2 separate regions of the Mus musculus genome follow, and region 1 is linked to region 2. The links are chromatin contacts, called in public HiChIP or PLAC-seq maps. All regions are on one chromosome and are shown on one strand. The core of a region is the stretch at or near the end of the contact, and the rest is flanking DNA. Distances in the headings are between cores, read along the strand shown.

Region 1 (4,629 bases), core at 735-3,234, 530 kb before region 2:
AAGGCCTCAGGATGGGCTAACCCTCACTTCTGCACCATAGTCCTTCCCACTGAGTAGCCTGTCCAGCAGATGAGTGGAATGTCAGATAAACCCAGACTCATCCTCCAGGAAAGGATGCTTGGTTGTTGTTTTCCACTGTGAGTAATCACTGCAGTCGTGAAAGAGTGTGAATTGAGTTTCTCTGAGCAAATGTGATGTTTATGTGGGGAGAAGTCTACCCTGAGACAAATTGTGGCAGTGTGGGAGGGTTCATGTAGTGTCCTATGGAAGCTGATCGACTTTTGGTTATTCCTTTTGATATATGTTCTCGGACATATACTCCAGATTTGGGCATCTCCTGTCAAATCCAAATACCAAAGGCACATACACTAGCTGTGTTAGTCAGAGTTCTCTAGAGTAACAGAACTGACAGGGTGAATACATACATACATGTATACATACATATTAAATAAATATACACCGTATCTATATACATACACATATACATACACATACACACACATACACATACATATACATATATTAAAGGGGATTTATTAGATTGGTTTACAGGTGTTGTTGGACTAGTTAAGCAATGGCTGTCTCTCAACGGGAAGGTGAAGGAAGAGGTAGTTGGCTCCTCCATGAGTCTGAATGTCTTAGCTTGCCTTTGGTCTATTGTAGAGTTCTAAAGAAGTAGGCTCTAACAGCAGTGAAGGCATAATTCAGCAGGGAAATCGATGATCTTGCCAGTGAGAGTGAGGGCAAGGAGGCAAAGAGCAAAAGCTTTCTTCTTTTCCACCATTTGATGTGGATTTCGACCAGAAGGTGTGGCCCAGATTTTAGGGTGGGGCTTCTGAGCTCAAATGATCAGGATTTAGCATAGGTGTCCTTACCTCAGGTGATCCATATCAAGAAAATTTCCCCAGAGGTGTGCCCAGCCGCTCGGGTTTTACTAGATTCCAGATGTGGTCAGGATGACAACCAAGATTAGCCATCAGACCAGCTTCAAGATGCTGGCAGGTTATGGATATTTACAAACGTCTTCTCTGGCATTGAGTTTAGTCTTTATGAGTAAAGAGAACTGATGAACACAGCTGCAAGCTGCATATAAAGTCTAATGAGGCCCTTTCCAGAGGAAGCAAGGTGTACCAGAACTGCTCAAAGGAGTGTGTTTACCTAAGTGTTTTCTGCTTCTGATCCCCTTCTTGAGTCATTGCCAGAGGAATTTGTGTGTGTGTGTGTGTGTGTGTGTGTGTGTGTGTGTGTGTGTGTGTGTGTGTGTGTGTACTCATAGGCCAGAGATCCTTATCTGGAGTCTGTCTTACTGATGCCTCACCATCTTTTTTGAGGCAAGGTCTCCCATTGAGCCTGATTCCTCTAGGCTAAGTGGCCAAAGAGCCCATGGATTCTCTTGTACCTGTTTCCTAAGCACTGGGGTTACAGGTGTGAGCTGCCACACTGACATTTTATATGAGAACTGGAGATCTGAGCTGGGGTCCTTGTGGTTCCACGGCAAACACTGTAAAATGGAGGCACTGCCCCAGCCTCAGTTTCTTTGTTTGTGTGCAGGAGTAGTAAGCTTTTACTTGTGTATGCTCATGTCTGGTACCTGTGGAGGTCAGAAAAGGGTATCAGGTCCCCAGGAACTAGAGTAATTCTGAGCTGCCACGTGGGTGCTGGGAATAGAATTCAGGATCTCGTCAAGAATAGCAAATACTCTTAACTGTTGAGCCACCTCTTCAGCCCCAAAGGTCTTTCAAAGGTGTGGCTCACCTGCACTTACTGAACTTTTGTGCCTGTGCTCAGTCTGTCCTTTTGGACTGTAGGCAGAGGGTGAGGCGGGCTGCAGCCATGCACCACTGGGTACAGCTAATGTCAGAGGAGGATCCCGGTGTTTGGTCCCAGCTTAACTTCCACATAGGCGTTCCCTAGATCTACCCTTGACGAGTTTCACCAGGCACGGCTCCATCAGTTCCCCCTGGAGCTGCACAGACTGTACCTCCTGGAAATGTCATCTGCTGGGACTGCAATTATGGTCCTCCAGCAATCACAGGCACAATGCAGGATGGGTGGAATTCAGGTGAGCGAGAGAACCCGCAATCAAGCCAGGGAAGAGAGAACAAAGCCATTTTCTTTCATTTGCCGTCAACACAACCATCAGGCCTTAATTACAAGGCAAGTGTGGGGCTGGCGCTGAAAGGCTTATTATTATACAGTTCAGCTCCAAATCAGTTCTGCATTGATGAGCGGCACCCAGAGGAAGGCACTGCAGCCTCAGTGAAAAAGAGCAGGCCCCAAACATGGTGATGAGTGGCAGGGAGCATGCTCTGGGGAATTAAAAATAATTCTGCAAGGAGGGGAGGGTGGTATACCTTAGAGCTAGCTAAAAATACACTGTGAAAGTCCCACATCCTTGTTTGCTGCATTCATCATCAAACTCAATACAGACAGACTCACTGTGGCCAGAGCTGCTTCACCCAGCCTTTTTTCTAGCATTCCCAAAGATACTCCGAATTGGTACACGCAGACTATGTGCTTGCTTGCTATGTGTGCATGCCTGTGTCTGTTCCTGTTGTGTCTCAGTGTACATACAGATGCCCACGGCATGTGCACATACATCTGTCAGGATTGGAGGCCACCATCCTTATTGTTTCAAGGCAAAGTTTCGCATTGGCCTGGGACTCATGAAACAGGTTAGGCAGGGTAGAATCCATCTGTCTCTGCCTCTCCAGAGCTGGCATTACAAATATGTCCCTCCACACCTGGCCTATGTATGTTTGTATGCATGCATGCATATAGGTACATATGCATTTTTGTGGATACTGAGGGATTGAACTCAAGTCCTCACTCTTGCAAGACAAGTACTTTACTTGCAAGATACTCACTGAGCTATCATCCCAATCCTATTTCTAATTCTTTATAAGAAACACGAGAGTATACTTAAAAACAAAAAAAAAAACCCAAAGATTGTTTCTCGTGTTTATAGAAATACATATGAATTAATTATTTATAATTTGTTTATACTAATAAATAGGGTACATAGTACATTTGCTTATTTCCACATTGAAATATTAAAATTGAGTTTAAAATATTCTTTAGAGAACTAATCCAATAATGTTTACATGTGACCCTAACCATCTTTGAATATAGCCTGTGTTTTAAAGACACGGCTTGGGATTAGCTCAGAGAGCTTAACTAGCATGCTCAAGACTGAGTCCTGCCTCAGCACTACAAACGAACAAACAAACACAATGTTTCCTGAAAGGAATTATACATATAGATGCTTCCTTCATAGATCAAAACACCTGCATTCATGCTTGAACTAAGCCCACAAATATCAGTCTTCATGTTCTAATGGGCTCGTGATGGACGCCAAGTTCACAACTGCCTTGTTTACAGTTCTGGATATGAGCTCTGTTATGGCTCTGGAGGTAGAGTTTAAGGTACTGTCAGTGGAGTGGAGATTAACACTGGCCCCTCTGGAATTGTCTCTGAGTGGGCTTGGGTTTTTGGCACAGATTTGTCCTCAGGCAGATGGGTGCCACACAGTGTTTACTGTGTTGACACACCACTGGGACATTACCAGACATCACCAGGTCACATAATCACTTCACCTATTTAAATGGCCTAGAAAATCGTCCCTAGTCGACATGCTGGACCAGATCTACGGAGAGCCATACGCCATACTGACAGCCAGGGGGCAGTCCAGACCTCAGAAGAAGGCTGCATTCTTGGTGATCCCTCCCTGTTCCATGTTTTCCTGGTCTTTTGTGGTCCCGTAATGGGGCTCCGTCTCCCAGATGACAATGTTCTCTGAGCCTGGCACTTATTTATGGATGAAAGGATTCAGGGGCACAGAGAAGATGATGCCTTCTTTCCTACAGGCTGGCCAGTTGCAGGGGACAAGATGTATATGGTGTGAGTTTCCAATGGTCCTTCCACGTGTAAACATGGAAACCCTATGCCTGGAAGACCTTCACTCCTCTGTTGTAAATTTCTCCACCTCACCTCCTAAGTGCTAGGATTACAGACAGATTCTACCATGCCCTATCAGTTACACCTGACTGCAGGGTACTGTTCGCAAGCCAAGGCTCGGGCTTATTGTCCCCGCGCCTTCTGGAAAGCAGTTTGCAAGCCGATTTTCCTAGAGCATCCAGCTTTCTGTGTATGCTCCACTAGGCGAAACGATGACCTTGGCAAAGCCAGTTTGCACAGAGCTGCTACTAATCTTTTACGTAGAGCTTCAACAGTTTCCCCTGCCCCCTGGAGCTTCTGTGACCTTGCTCCTACCAAGACTGCAGATGGCTCTGGATCTTCCTCTCCCTCTCCTGATGCAAGAACAGAGTTTCCTAGAGAAGTTCTTGGAATGTGGCTCCAGGCCTTCAGACAGCCTTGCACCTTTGTGAGTGGCCAAGGTCTTCCCTTGCCCAGCAGTATGATCTTCAGACGTGTCAGGTAAAACCACTTTTGCAGTGTGGTGAGGCAGAATAAGAGAATGCAGTGGGGAACATGAAACACTGCCTTTCCCTGATAATTGTAGGAAACATGGCTATTTTTCATAAATATATATCGCTTCTATTAACATGTAATGGGTTTCTAATTATTTTAATGAATAAATAAACAAATAAATAATACTTAACAATATCT
Region 2 (4,486 bases), core at 930-3,429:
CACACACACACACACACACACACACTCACACAAGCACTCAAACATGCATGTACACACAAGATGGTGGCATTCTGACCCCACAGATGTCTGATTCTAGGTAGCCAAGGTTCTAGGCAGCCAGCTGCAGTGAACAACACCCAGAGAGAGCACTATAGGACTCTGACAAGGGCTGACAAAAAGGGCTATGTCCAAAATGACAGCTAAGCCAGTTCTGTACCCCAATGTCCCTAAGCTAAACTAGGCCCCACATATAGCGGACCCCAGGTTCTGCCCTGGAGTCTCAAAGCAATTTCTGATCCAGGTGTCTAGGGTAGATGGGACACCAAAGGCAATGGGTGACCTTCACCTTGCACATAAACTTCCAGAGTGACAAAACAGGGGCATAACGGTATAGACCTTTAACCCCAGCACTTAGGAGGCAGAGGGGGCAAGTGGATCTCTATGAGTTTGAGGCTAGCCTCTTCTACATAGTGAAACCATGCCTCAAAACAGAGTACTGAAAGGACTGGTCAAGTGACCCACAGACCTTCTGTGCCTCTCTCACTAAATTACCTCTGTACCAACTGGCTCTGTAGAGACAGGTACAGACCTTCCCCTGTGTTCTGGAAGGAGACTACACAGTGAAGGAGAGAGAGGAGGGCAGTCCATTATGTCCTGAAGACACAAGTAGAGAATATGCATTTGGCTGAGCATTTTGCGGTCTGATGATACCAAAGACCTGTCACCTGTCAGAGGGGGTAGCATGCACATTCCCATCAATCTATCACTATAGAGGCTGAGCAGGTGAGGGCTCAAGTGCAAAGAGTCCTGGGCTGCACCAGACCTAAACTCACCAAAGGCTGGTATGCTGGTTGTTTTTAATGTGTGTCAACTTGACACAGTTAGTGTCATCAGAGAAGAAGCCTCAGTTGAAGAAATGCTTCCATGAGGTCCAGATATAAGACACTTTCTCAATTAGTAACCAATGTGGAAGGGCCCAGCCCACGGTGGGTGGTACCATCCCTGGGCTAATAATGGTCCTGGGTTCTATAAGAAATCTTGGGGGGGGGAGGGGTGGGGGGAAGAGAGCCAATAAATAGCACCCCTCCATGGCCTCTGCATCAGCTCCTGCCTCCAGGATCCTGCCCTGTTTGAGTTCCTATCCTGACTTCCTTTGGTGATGAACCTATGAAAATGTAAGCCAAATAAACCCTTTCTTCCCCAGTTTGCTTTTTGGTCATGGTGTTTTGTTGTAGCAATGAAAACCCTAACAAGGGCAGCTGAGAATGCAGCTCAGTGACAATAGGCAGGAGAGTGGAGCCTGGAAGTCTTCGTACAAAGCCTACAAAATTATCATATCTCCCCCCCCCCAAAAAAAACCCAAACTCACTGGCAGATATAAAGACTGGAATGCCCCTCGACATACACCCTGGACTTGTAACATAGAGAACTCACAGATGAAAGAGCACATTCTACAAATGTCCCAATCTTTTCTGCATGGGCACCTTTCGAGCCTCGAAACTTTCACCCTTGCTCCCTCCCACCTCCTCCCTTGGAAGTGTATTCTTCTGCAATAAATCCTACTGTGGCTTTGCTTGCCACCATCCATATGACTCTGTCCAATTCCCTGTCGCAGAGCACAAATGCCTGCAGATCCTGGCAGGTACCCTTTAAACCCCAATATCTACCAATATTAGCACAGCGTCTGCTGAGCATATGAAAGGCTCTGGGTTCATCCCCCAACACTGCAAAATAAATACATCCTTATAGACATGTATGCTTGACCTCGGGGTTTTCCTCGGAAAGGTGACAGGCACGATGCCACCGTGCTGATTATCCAGCTCTCAATCTAAGACCAATTAGTCCAGGGCCGGGGGCAGCCCCCAAGAAGGTCCAAATAGAAGCTCTGGTGGCCCTGCCTGGCTCTTCTCCCCACCTCATTCCTTGAAAATAAATTTAACTCGTCCCGAGACTGGATCTGCATCTGGCTTCTCCTCATGAAGATTTTTTTTCCTCTTCCTACCAAAAGGGTTCAAAAGTTTAGAGCTGATTTGTATTCTGAGCACCAGGCAGACTGCTGCAAATCCAGCTCTGTGGGGGAGGTTGATTGAACAGCCAGCCCGGGGCAGGCACCGCTCTCCAGAACTGGAAGGGCTTCCTGGGTGTCGCTGTTGCTCTCCCCTCCCCACATCTTAGCCTCTCTAACCCTCCTGTCCCTGCTGGGAGCTGCTGCTCTTTGTGATGATAACAGCTGATCCGCGGGCAGCAGTGGAATGCTGGGGAATCTCCAAGGAATTCCACCAGGGCTCTTTCAAGCACTTCATTTGCATACATTTGTATAAGTTATGCAGCGGTATACACTTCTCTTTAACATTGCACCCTAATGAAATCACTCAGATGGGCACATTAGAAATGGGATTTACTCTGGGAAGGCTGACCCTTTGCCTGTTAAATCATTTGAATGATCATTTGAATATATTTGCACCAGTGGCACAAGGAAAGCGCTCTGACTGGTGTTTTCAGAATTAATGAACCAACTTGGCTACCTTTGTGGGGAGGGCCTGGAGGCTTCTGTAAACAGTCTTAGGCACTTGGAATCTGAGACTAGGGTATCAGCCTCAGACCTAAAACATCCCCAGGAGTCAGAAGCCATCCTAGAAGTCTTCACACACAAACACCTTTCAGGGTCCCTCAGAGAACCTCTGCAGGGAGAGGAGGGCATGGGGAGAGTTGAAACAAATCAAACAAGAGGGCACAGTCCCCAGAGCTGTTGGTGCCCCACTATGGAAGGAGGATGCCTCAAGAGGAGGCTCTGCTGTATGGAGTGGCTGCCTCTTGCTGAATGGTAAGATCACAGCCTCAGCTCACTCAAGGGGTAATAGCAGGCCCAGCAGGGAGGTGACCAGAGGCTGATTATGCCCCAAGAAGCCAGCACAGCCAGCAGCTATCTATCCTGGAGGATTTAGGGAAAAAGAAAATGGGATTCAAAACTGTGCTGGAGGGGTAGCCTGGCAGAGAAGAATCTGTGCAGGAGCCCCCGTAGCAGAGAGTGATGGCAGCCACCTTACTGCTTTGTCTTTCACAATGCTTGTAATTTATTCTTCATGAAGCCTGAAGTGTGTGACCTGTTTCAGGTCATTCTGCTTATAGAGGACAGTTCAAGTCCCAAAGCCCCTCCTTGCATGCCTGCAGTGCATCCATTAGTCACGTAGGGGAGATCTTCTTCTACAGACCTTGCCCAGGTATGCCATGTTTTCCAGGGAAACATTACCTAGTGGGTAGCAATGGAATGTCCCCCGCACCCCCAGGCTTCTAGGAAGGCCCATTCCTGAGCCTTTTAGGAGGAATCAGCTTTAATCCCAAGGTCCTGTAGTTGCCTCTCAGACTAGCAGAAGGTCCATATTATCCCTCTCCAAGACAAAGACCAGAGAGCCTGTCTGCCAGGAGTCAGAACATACCCATGAGCTTCTGGCTAGGATACTATACCCGGAAGACTTCAAAACCACCAGTTGGCCTTTGTAGAGCAGCTGCAACCAGCACAGCTACAGGGCTCCCCTTCTAGAACAGAATGTAAGAATGTATCCTTTGACCAATTAACTTCACGGCTACTTTCTCCCCTGCAAAGCTGCCTTCTGGGATGCACCGGGAAGTTGTTTTATTTGTTGTTATGAGAAGACCACCAGAAATGACACAGCTTATAGTCAACTAAAGGTCTTTATTCCAGCTGGCTGGAACTATATTCAGGTATTGGGGGGTCCACAGGGGACCCCCAGCATTTAGAACAAGGGGCTAAACACCACTTCTGGTTATCTCACTCAGCAGCCGCACTGGGGAGGTTTACACAATCAGGCAGCGTAAACAAAGCTAAGATGTGTAGCTATCAACTCAGATTCCTAGAATAGAGTTGGATACTTTTCCAAGGGATTCTCCATCAAGGAGATCTAATTCTAGTTAACCCTGAAATGGCCTCAGCAAGAACACAAGATGGAGGTTAGCTGAGATGTGACAGAGGAAGATTGTGCAGAGGTTCCTCTATTTTATATTCTTGTTAAAGCCCCTTGCTCTAAATGGCACATACCGATGTCATGTTTGGGGTTGAAGTCACATGTTCTCTTTCATTTGGCGGGGATGAGGAGGATGGAGACAACGTCTCACTGTGTAGTCCTGACTGGTCTAGAACTTGCTTTGCAGATCAGTCTAGCCTTGGATTCCCAGAGATCTGCCTGCCTCTGCTCCCTGTGTGCTGGAATTAAAAGCATGAGTTCTACCTGTTCTCCTTCTAAAGCAAAGATCTGGTGAGGGGAGCAATAAGAGCTGGTTTCCAGGGTCAATTTGCCCCTCAGTGACCCAGAACTATGTTCCATGCTCTGTTAGTATCCTTGGTGGCACTGGAGCCCCCTGATCTGCCATCTACAGAAATGAGTTTTGACTGTCTAGAGGGGTCTTACTCTTTTCCCCAGGCAAAGACACTGGCCTGGGAAAAGGGCTTTGTGTATTATACGGGTGT

Evidence for each region. HiChIP or PLAC-seq counts read pairs in DNA pulled down with a chosen protein or histone mark.
Region 1: an H3K4me3 HiChIP or PLAC-seq map of embryonic basal ganglia shows a contact between it and region 2, with 2.9 times the contacts expected there. The contact joins two enhancer-like sites. A contact is called at or near these places in 4 of 115 datasets of contacts at active chromatin or transcription factors (differentiating embryonic stem cells, embryonic basal ganglia, extraembryonic endoderm stem cells and 1 more).

What each region holds. Positions count from the first base shown.
Region 1 is chr12:29,627,631-29,632,259 of GRCm38.p6, reverse strand. All of the region lies in intron 2 of Myt1l (myelin transcription factor 1-like), which reads right to left. Among named protein-coding and RNA genes, the nearest start is that of C630031E19Rik, 56 kb to the left of the region's middle. Within about 2 kb of position 1,984, at least 26 of the 459 cell types and tissues checked have an H3K27ac peak or open chromatin away from gene starts, as enhancers often do. A contact at or near this core is called in embryonic basal ganglia, where this site is marked.
Region 2 is chr12:29,093,919-29,098,404 of GRCm38.p6, reverse strand. No RefSeq gene overlaps it. Among named protein-coding and RNA genes, the nearest start is that of Gm31333, 46 kb to the left of the region's middle. Within about 2 kb of position 2,179, at least 110 of the 459 cell types and tissues checked have an H3K27ac peak or open chromatin away from gene starts, as enhancers often do. A contact at or near this core is called in embryonic basal ganglia, where this site is marked.